2 separate regions of the Sus scrofa genome follow, and region 2 is linked to region 1. Evidence: chromatin contacts called from public Hi-C data. All regions are on one chromosome and are shown on one strand. Each heading gives the region's core, a stretch centred on a gene start, on an enhancer-like site or on the middle of the called end of the contact. The rest is flanking DNA. Distances are from core to core; before and after follow the strand shown.

Region 1 (5,052 bases), core at 1,630-4,129:
GCCACAGCAACACGGGATCCGAGCCACATCTGCAACCTACACCACAGCTCACAGCAACCGGATCCTTAACCCACTGAGCAAGGCCAGGGATCAAACCCACAACCTCATGGTTCCTAGTCAGATTCGTTAGCCACTGAGCCATGACGGGAACTCCTGTCCCTAGAATTCTTATCCATGTCCATATCTGCTCTTTGCAGCTGTCCGAGAGCTCCTGGAAGGCCACGAGCCCCATTTTCCTTCCAACCTAGGAAAACGCAGTTCATCCTCTATCATTATTTACTGAACTGGATTGATTGTTGAACAGCAGTTTCTCACTTCCAAGCTCAGAGGATCTGTGCTAAGGATTATGCTCAATGTGCCTACTTTATAGATGAAAAGGAGTGAGGCTCTAAAGGGACATCGCAATCTTTATGGGCTTTTCGGGGGGTGGTTTCCCATGGGTCTTTTGGGCTACTCTCAGGAAAGCATGGCTCCCCAGGGCTCACTGTTGCACACTCAGATTTGGGAGTAAGATGTGGAAAGACCTGGGAACTCAGCCACTGATCTACTGCCTGACCTTTGAGGAAATACAGGCTCTTGCCTGGAAATGTCTTTCTGGCCAGTAAGTTGCATGTCGTCACCCACACGGTGCAGCAGGGAGAGCAGGATGGCTTCTCCACTGGAGTCCCCTCACGCCTCCTTCAAAACCTGCTGAAATCTGCTCCCACTCGTCTGGCCTTTTTGTGACTTTGCCACTGGAGCTGTCTTCCCCCGTGGCTGCATGTGTATCCAACACGTACTTTGGGAGCCAAAGGCCACCTCCTCCTAGGAGCCTTCCCTGGTTTCTTTGCATCCCTTAGTCAGCTTGACAATTCAATTCATCTGTATCTCTCTGGCAGCATCTATCACATTCTTCTTGTGTTATGGAATTGCAGGGGATGGTCTGTGACACGGCAGTGTCTAATATCTCCCATCCAGGCTCCCTTCTCTGTCCCAAGTTAATGCCCACATTACAAATGTGTGTCTGCCCAGGAAGCAGGACCATGCGCACAGTTCTTTGTCTTCACTCCATAGTGGTAGACTCGCTTCCCCCAGCTTTGCTCAGGGGTTTACACACTGTAGGAGTTAAAGAAATTTATTTAAATTATTATTATTATTATTATCATCATGTTTGCTTTTTAGGCCCATACCCATGGCATATGGAAGTTCCCAGGCTAGGGGTGGAATCAGAGCTACAGCTGCCGGTCTACACCACAGCCACAGCAACGTGCGATCCGAGCCACGTCTGCCACCTACACCACAGCTCGCAGCCACGCAGGATCCTTAACCCACTGAGTGAGGCCAGGAATCGAGCCCGCATCCTCATGGATCCTAGCCGGGCTTGTTAACCGCTGAGCCAGGAAGGGAAATCCTCATTTAAATTATTAATGATTTGAGCATCTGTTGTATCCCAGGCTCCATGCTGGGTGTGGGGACACAGCTAGATCTGACCTCGACAGCACTGTGTGACCTGTGCGACAACACGGCTGTAGGGCAGAGCTTTGAGCTGTACTTAGAAGGAAAGAGAGTCTGTGAACAGGCAGAAAGGAGGCTGGGGGGAGAAAAGAACCTGGGAGGAGACAGCATGGACAAGACCTTGACACAGGCCAGCTTGGCCGGAGCCTGGGTCCAGGCATCAGAGAGAGCAGAGCTCACTGAGCAGATCATGTAGCTGAGAGGCTGGCAAGGATCTGCTCAGAGCACTTGAGAGGCTAAGATTTAAAGCTCAGCTGCTGAAGACAGGAATCAGACTACCTGGGTCCCGATCCCACCTCTATCACTAACAGCTTAGTGATCTCAGGAAGGTTACATAACGTTTCAGAATCTTAGCTTTCTCACCTGTAAGGGGGGATAACAGGCCTCCCTTAAACAGGGGTGCTTTGCGCAGTGCCACCCAGGGCCTCAGGGGAAGCATCTGGATTGCAAAACACTAGGAAGGTCAAAAAACCTCAGTAATGGAGATTTACATCTAAGTAAGGCGTGTGCCAAAAACCCCTAAGTTATCCAGACACGTAATATTTTAAAGCCATACTTTTAAAATGTCAAAATACATGCCCAAACATCCAGTATGAACTTAATACCAAAAATGTAAATAAAGGTAGGGTCCCTCCAGCCCAAAGGATGCAGCTCAAAATACAGCAACGGTTATTGGGCTGGGAGTTTTCAACCTTCAAGAGCCGTGGACGTCTGAAAACCTGAGGAGAACCAGGGCCCTCTGTCCCCCAGAAGAATGCACAAACAGGCACAATTTGTGCAGAGCTTCGGGTGTTCCTGCACTCCTGGTGCTCGGCCAGGTGGAGGTTAAGAGCTCGGGTTCAACGTGGGCGTGCGGGGGTGGGGAGTGGGTCCACGCGCCGGCCAGCCGCCTGCGGGCTCCCCAGCACCACGCTGGGCCTCCCTCCAGGCAGCCACGGATGCGCTGCCCCCTGCAGGAAGAAGTCTACAACTATGCAGCTTCTTTTTCGAGCTTGCTTGGCTCGCCCGCCGCCCCCACCCTCCCCCTTCGGCTTGGGACTTTTCCTAAAGTTTGCTGAAACCAGACACCTTGCTCCACCGAGCCCGCGTGCAGCCACGGTTTAAAAGGCCGCCTTCAGCGCCCCCTCCCCGCCCCCAGCGGAGACTTCAAAAGGCCCCGCGGGCGCCGCGGGCCCTGCACCTATGAACCGCCCCCAGCGCCTGGAGCCCGTGCTGGAGCCCAAGGACGTAGAGCGGCTGAAGTTCGAGCGCAGGCGGACCCGGCGGGTGGCGCAGCCTGGCGCGCCCATGCCCCTCCCGGTGCCGCTGCGCTGCGAGCGCCCGCGCCCAGTTTAGGGAAGGGGACCCCGCACCCCCGCCCCCGCGCCCGCGCCCGGGGCTGCGGGGACCCATGAATACAAATGCCGTTAGGCGCCCGAGGAAGGACCGACCGTCCAGCCTCGCACCTAGGGACCCAGTAAGTGCCCCGGGGCTCCTGGAGCGCTGGGTGTACGGGTGTGTGTGCGTAAAAGTGTGCGCGTGTGGGGAGGAGGTGCACGTGCGAGGAGTGAATTCGTTTGTGCCCCTGTGCAGTGGGCACTAGCGGAGTGCCAGTGGGGGTTTGCGCTCCTGAGTATGGGCACTTGGGGTGTTACATGGGGTGTGTGTGTGTGTGTGCACGTGAAGGTGTGTATGAGAGGTGTGCACGCGGGTGTGTAACCTTGGGGGGGATCTGGCTAGGCTACGCTAGTGTGCATTTGTGTGCGTGTAAGCACTAACGTGCATGCGTCTGCGTGTGTGGAGTCCGGGTGTTTGCTCTCAAGTCCAGACACCCCAGAGCGTGTTTGCGTGAGCCCAGGAGGAGTGCCGGACTGCGCCTGTGTGTGAGTGAGTCTGTGTCTGAGTTTGGGGCAAGTGGAGGCGTGTGTGGGAATGGGTGTATGCACCAGTGAACAAGTCGTGGAGATGGAGGCGCGCGGGGTGGGGGTAGGAGGGTTTCTAATGCCAGGCTCGGACTGGGGTTGTGAGTGTGAGAATTTGCCTGGTGTTTTCAGCGGCGTCAAGGTGTGCAGTTAGGCGCTCCCCAGTGGGATCTGAGGGAGCCTTTGGTCTGCTCTCTGGCGGGGAGGTTAAGCTCCCATTTCTTACCGCCTGGAGAGGGAAGAGAGAGGAAGGTAACCAGCATTTCATAAGCCCACCCACTGCCTGCCCAGAAAAGTGTTCTTCAGGGAGCTCTGAATCCAGGAGGAAAATGGGGGGGGGAGGCGGGGGGGGGGGAAGGTAGGACACTGGTTGTCGTTTTCGTGGGAGTCTGGACACTGAGTGCTAGTCCCAGATCTTTGCCTGGAACTCCAGGTTCCTTTCAGCAGTGATATCCGTTCCCTTTTCCCCTCTTCTTTGCCCCCAACGTGAAGACTCCCTGTCTTACAAACTAGAGGTCCCACATCTCCGACTTGTGACCATTCCCGTTGTGCAGTCTTGGCCAACTTTTTCCTCTATGTGAATCTCAGTTTCCCCATCTTTACAGAGGGATTGGGGGTTGGGGGTGTTTGAGCGGGACCGTGGTGGGCCCGCGGAGGCTGTGTCCCTGGCTGCGGCCAGCAGGGGGCAGCAGGGGGCAGCAGAGGGCGGCCCGGCGCGGGGAGGAGAGAAGGTGGAGAGCCACCGCGGGCCGAGACTTTAAATCGCCTTCATTTCCCCCAAATCCTTCCTTTTCCTCTCCTCCCCCAGGCCGGCGGGGAGGCAGCTTCCACCGCCCTCCGCGCGCCCTCGCCCGGCCTTGCTCTGCCTCCGGGGACCGCTAGCAGCCCGCCTCCAAAAGTTTGATCATCTTTTTTTTTTTCCCCCCTGCTTCTTCTTCCTTTTCGGTGGAAGCAGAAAAGAGCGAGGCACGGGCGAGCGCGGCGCCGGGACTCCTGGGACCATGGGCCTGGCGCGGGCGCCCGCGGGGCCCCGGCCGCGCTGCCTGCCTGCTCGGGCGCCCCTGGGAGCGGGGCTGCGCTGGGGGAGCGGGGGCCGCGCGCTCTGAGCCGGCCTGGCGCGGCGGGGCGGGGGGCTGGCGGCCCCATGGGGCGCGCCCACACTTGCCCCCCGGGCTCGGGAGCATGAAGTAGGGGCCCGCCATGGGAGCGGGATCGGCGCGGGGGGCCCGAAGCACAGCGGCGGCGGCGCGCGGGGGGTGAGTACTGGCTCGGGGACGCCCCCTCCTCAGCTTCCTGCCGCTCCAACCTCGGGGCGGGCTGGGGTTCCCCGCCGCGCGGGACGCTTACAGCGGAACGTCTGCTTCCTGCCCCTTCCTGCGCCCCGGCGAGGCGGGCAGCCAAGGGTTAACGCGGGCAGCGCCCCCGGCCCGGCGAGGGTTGGCGAGCGCTGCCCGCCCTGCCCTGCTTGGCGCGGCTGCCCGATCGCGTTGGGGCGGGGGCGAGTTGGGGAGGGTCGGTGCAGAACCCGCCCTGGGGTCGGGATTGGGGGTGGGTGGTGGCGCCTGGAGCGGCCGGCGGGGTGCGGAGGGGGGGCTTTTTGGATGCTTGGGGGAGGAGGGGTCTCCGTTTCTGGCTGTCTCAGTGTTGTTCCTGTGTG
Region 2 (5,052 bases), core at 689-3,188, 130 kb after region 1:
CCACCACTCGGACTAAAGAGCACTGCTCTGTGTTCCGAACTCCTGGTTCCATGCCGGAGTCTACCTTTGTCCCCACCTCTGCCGCTTTCCTCTCTGGCCTCAGTCTTTTCCTTTTCTTCTCTCTCTTTCTTTTTCTTTTTAGGGCCGCACCCATAGCACATGGAAGGTCTCAGGCTAGGGGTCGAACTGGAGTTGCAGCTGCCCACCTACATCACAGCCACAGCCACGCCAAGTCTGAGCTGCATCTGCAACCTACGCCTCAGCTCTCGGCAATGCCGGATCCTTAACCCAGTGAGGGAGGCCAGGGATCAACCTGCATCCTCTAGAATACTATTCCAGTTCTTAACCCACTGAGCCACACGGGAACTCCTGGCCTCAGTCTTTCTGTAACTCTAAGTTCTTCATCTCTGTTGAAGAACATTTTGGCCTCAGGATGGAATGTCTGGGATTCCCATAATTTAATTTAGAACAGGAGGTTTGTCCTAAAGCGGGTTTTGTGTCCACAGGGAGAGCAGGGAGAAGACGGCAAGGCCGAGGGGCCCCCCGGGCCACCTGGAGATAGGGTAAGCACCCCCCGCCACTGTCCAGCCCCTGGACCACTGCCGAGGTGGAGCCCTGGCCTCCTGCTCTGTGAGGAGGGGGAGGCTGCGCAGGGGCGTGGCTTCTGCAAGTTCCACAGAGCGTGTGGCCTAGGAGGCCCATGGCTTGTGTCCTGCACCCAGTGGCCCATATTTTATTGTTGTCCCTGCCATTTAGGGCCCTGTGGGTGACCGAGGAGACCGCGGGGAGCCAGGGGACCCTGGATACCCTGTAAGTATCAGAGCTCCTACCTGCTGGTGGCATTGGGAGTGTTCTAAGGGGGCATCCTTGGCCTCTGCTCCATGCAGCCTGAATCATGCCCTGAGCCCTGAATCAACCCCTCGGAAAGGGCGCAGGGCGTGATTCAGGCTGAAAGGGGAAGGGTCTGAGACCTTTCCTGAAGGGGAGGAGGATGGGTGGGGGAGAGGGACCCCTCCCGTCCGAGAGCCCCACTGTCCCCATCAGGGGCAGAGAACAGCTCTCCTGGCAGAAGCAGGGGGCACAAGCCACTGCACGAGCAGCGGGGTCCCCCAGGCTCTGCACCGCCCCACCTCCGTCCTCGATGGCAGGGTCATTATTTCACCCATTTTGCTGATGAGGAAGCTGAGACCTGGGGGGACAGTGACACATGGCTAGGGAGAACAAGGGCTTCCTGGGGGTCCTCCAGGCTGGAAGCTGCCCTGGCTTCTGCCCCTCCAAGCTGAGCCCCCTCAACTGTCTCTCCTTGACTTCCAGGGACAGGAGGGTGTACAAGGCCTCCGTGGAAATCCAGGCCAGCAGGGCCAACCCGTGAGTGGTGCTTCCTGTCCCATCTCCCTGCCTCCCGGAGTGGGTGGTGGAGCAGCAGTGGGGAACTAAAGAACTGGGCCCTTTAAAGCTTAAAGGGACCCTCCCTGCAGGAGAGCCTGGGGCAGCCCTTTCTGGTTTCTCCTGCCCTGACCCTGGGGGCACCCCCAGAGCCTGCACCCCCAAACCCCTCCCCACCCCTCCCCCTCCAGGCGGAGACTGGCCACCCTCCCCAGGAGAGAATCCTGGGGCTGCCTTGCGTCATCTCACCTTGGTTTGCAGGGGCATCCGGGACCCCGGGGACGGCCGGGCCCCAAAGGATCGAAAGGGGAAGAGGTAAGAGAGCCGGACGGCCACAGGGAAGACAGGCCCCGGAAGGGAAGGACTAGCCCGAGCACGGGGCTAGCGGGAGACGGGGCTGCTGGGGGTGCGATGAGAAAGAGGGGGAACCGCAGGCAGGGGCCCTGCAGGGTGCAGTCTGGCCAAGATTTCTTTCCTCTAAACAGCCTGAGGGAGGGGGGTGACCAGCCCCACTTCCGGGGCCTCAGGAAGGAGACCCCCTGTCGGAGGTCAGCCAGTGGCATTTGAAAGCCCGTCCTCTCTTTCCACCACACCACGCTGCAGAGAGAGGAAGCTGGGAGAAGTGAAGTGAGGGGCTTGGGGGAAGGAAGAGGGGTGCGAGGCTCCTGGAGGGAACTCAGAGGCCGTGGAGAGGAGTTTCTGCCTTGCACCCGGAGCTCCTGCACCTGCCTCCGCTGAGGGCGGGCAGCGCCGTCTTAATGCCGTCACCCTGCCCCCGGGTGTGCACCCCTCCACCTGCACATCGACCCCCGACCCCTTAGAGATACCCACACCCTTAAGGAGCAAACGGACCAGGCAGCCATGAGCTCAGCTCCCACCAGGAAGTCACCCGGCCCCTGAGCCTCTGCAGCAGGGTTGCCAGTTTTGACCCTGGGCTTCCAGGTCAGGGCGCTTGGGCCCATTGGTGGATTCAGATGCCGAGCGAGGCCCAAGAGGCAGAGGGGCAGAGCCCAGCCACAGCGGGGCCCACGATCCTCTCACTACCCCCTTCCAGAGCGCCTAGGCTCCTGCACCTCCTCCAGGAAGCCTCTATCATGTGCCCCTTGCTTTTCCAGGGACCAAAGGGAAAGCAAGGCAAGGCTGGGGCGCCAGGCCGGAGGGGGACCCAGGTGAGTGACCCGCAGCTCCTCCTCTCCCCCACCCCCCTGCCCCTGCAGAGGCCTTCACCAGCTTTTTCTTTACCCCCCAGGGCCTGCCGGGGCTGCCGGGGCCCCGGGGCGTGGTGGGGAGACAGGGCCCCGAGGGTGTCGCTGGACCAGATGGGCTTCCTGGCCTGGATGGTCAAGCAGGACAGCAGGTGAGCAAGACTTGGGGTGAACAGATGAGTCTCCATTTGAGATGCGGTGTGTACGTGGCAGGGCGTGGGATCCCATACGCCGTGGGCTGGGAAGTGCAGCTTGGGAACCTTGGATGGGGCCGAACCAGCATATCCAGAAGTTCCCTGCATGGGCAATGGCCCCCTCCCTTGGGACCTGGGACCGTGGCCGGTCTCGCTATCTCTCCTCCAGACCAGCACCTGCAGGGGCATCCCCTGCCCAGTGACTAGAGCTTCTGGTTTTTAAGCTCCTTCCCTTCTCCACTCTAGATCCTCAAGTCCTCTTGTTCCTTTGGTCCAGCCACCCTCACACGCACGCAGTAGGCCCTCTATCCCTGGGTGTGACCTCTCTGCCTCTGCCCGGGGTCCACCTAGGCTTTGAGTCGTCCTGCCTCCTTGGCTGCCTGTTTCCTGAAACATGAAGAATTCCCCTTCGCCCTCTTTCTTCACAGGGGGAGCAGGGAGACGATGGGGACCCTGGCCCTTTGGGCCCTGCTGGGAAGAGAGGAAATCCAGGTGTGGCTGGCTTGCCTGGAGCACAGGGGCCCCCAGGATTCAAGGTCAGACACTTGTTAACCCCCTTACCTACCCTCTGCCCTTCCTGCCTTGATACTAGCTATAGACGCTGGCTGTAGTGCTGACATGGGCACCCATGTCCCAAGGCCTGCGTGAAAATGAGGTCCCCTTTTGCAGGGGTCCCTCTCTAGGCTGGACCCTGATGGAAAGGATAGTTTATCTGAGGAGCTGTAATACTGCCCCCTACCAGGCCTTTGAGACTGTCCGCTGTTTGTTGTGTTGTCCATGGGCGCCCTCTTGTGGGCTTTTGGGGAACAATGGCTATTACTGCCTGCTGGGACCCTCCAAGGCATCTTTTTAGAAAGCGTCCTTGAATGGTGGGGGAGGCAGCCAAGAGTCAGGTTGAGCCCAGGGCTGGCCGCTGAAGGGACAGTTGAGATGAATGAATCAGACGTGGCTCTCACCCTTCCTGAGCTTGAGGTTTAGCTGGGGAGAGATAGGCGCCCTCGGTGAAGACTGCAGGCAGAGGGAGAGGTGGCCTTGACCGGTGGAGGATTTAAATGAGGCAAGAGGAGCGGCGTGAGTGGAGGTATTGGGGTGCGGACTGCATGGTCTGTTGGGGAGAAACAGTGTAAAGCAGGGGCATGTGGGAGATTGGAGGGGCAGTGGGACCTTGAATGCCAGAGTGAGAAAATGGACTTTCCTCTTAAGGAGGCGGAAGTTTGGAGCACCCCTTCCCCCACCCCGGGGCATACCTCAGTTTCCCCAGCATCCAGAGAGGTCAGCTGACCCTGTCGATTCACTGTTCTGTCTCTCTTACTCCCCCACCCCTGCCCGCCGCCACCTTCCCTAGAACCGTTTCCCCCTTTTGACTGGTCGTCTTGATATGTTTCTTGAAGGGTGAAAGTGGGTTACCTGGGCAGCTAGGTCCCCCTGGCAAGCGAGGGACAGAAGGCGGAACAGGACTTCCTGGGAACCAGGGGGAGCCCGGATCCAAAGGCCAGCCGGTGAGTGAGTCCCCAGGAACACCCATGTTCACACACCCATGCACACACAATACTCAAGAAAGTATGTTGTGCTATAAAAGTCTAAAGGTACCATACACACGCACACAGACCCAGAAGCCACCTTCCTGCTCTGTGACAAGGGCAGAGCAACACCCTCTGTGGGTACCAGATATCATTCCGCCTCTCCTGAGTGGGGGATCAGGGGAGGTAATTAAGAAGGCTGAGAAATGAGATCTGAGTAGTCCCTTCAGAATAAGGAGTATATAGTGAGAGGATCAGAGGGGCCCATGAGTCTGGGATTTTTTCTTCTTCTTTTGTCTTTTTCTTTTTCGGGCCGCACCCGCAGCATATATGGAAGTTCTCAGGCTAGGGGTCAAATTGGAGCTGCCTTTGTCCGCCTACACCACAGCCACGGCAACGCCAGATCCGAGCTGCATCTGTAACCTATGCCACAGCTCTCTGCAACGCCGGATCCTTCATGCAGTGAGCAAGGCCAAGGATCTACCCACATCCTTATGGATACGAATTCGGTTCTTATCCCACTGAGCCACAACAGGAACTCCTGGCCTCAGTCTTTCTGTCTGTAACTAAGTGATCCCAACCAGAACCCTAAATAGCCTTAAATACCCTGGTATCTATTAGAGAAATTGCACTATAGTTTTAAAAACTTCTCACAAGGGTCAGATGACTTCACTGGTAAATTCTAGTAATTGTTTATGGAAGAAATAGTGCCAATTCTGCATAAACTCTTCCAGAAAATTGAAGAGG

Evidence for each region. A called contact is a pair of places that touch in the nucleus more often than the background predicts.
Region 2: a Hi-C map of retroperitoneal adipose tissue shows a contact between it and region 1, with 2.9 times the contacts expected there. The contact joins the enhancer-like site here to the promoter of COL27A1 in region 1. A contact is called at or near these places in 5 of 5 promoter capture datasets (fetal liver, fetal skeletal muscle, liver and 1 more), 25 of 47 Hi-C or Micro-C datasets (adipose tissue, alveolar macrophages, brain and 14 more) and 1 of 2 datasets of contacts at active chromatin or transcription factors (skeletal muscle).

What each region holds. Positions count from the first base shown.
Region 1 is chr1:254,765,697-254,770,748 of Sscrofa11.1, forward strand. COL27A1 (collagen alpha-1(XXVII) chain) reads left to right here and starts at 2,880. Exons shown (of 61, transcript XM_021067868.1): 1 at 2,880-2,950. The coding sequence starts at 2,895.
Region 2 is chr1:254,898,498-254,903,549 of Sscrofa11.1, forward strand. It overlaps COL27A1 (collagen alpha-1(XXVII) chain), which reads left to right. Exons shown (of 61, transcript XM_021067868.1): 42 at 507-563; 43 at 757-810; 44 at 1,315-1,368; 45 at 1,648-1,701; 46 at 2,502-2,555; 47 at 2,636-2,743; 48 at 3,214-3,321; 49 at 4,177-4,284. Among named protein-coding and RNA genes, the nearest start is that of ORM1, 38 kb to the right of the region's middle. Within about 2 kb of position 1,939, at least 4 of the 83 cell types and tissues checked have an H3K27ac peak or open chromatin away from gene starts, as enhancers often do. A contact at or near this core is called in retroperitoneal adipose tissue, where this site is marked.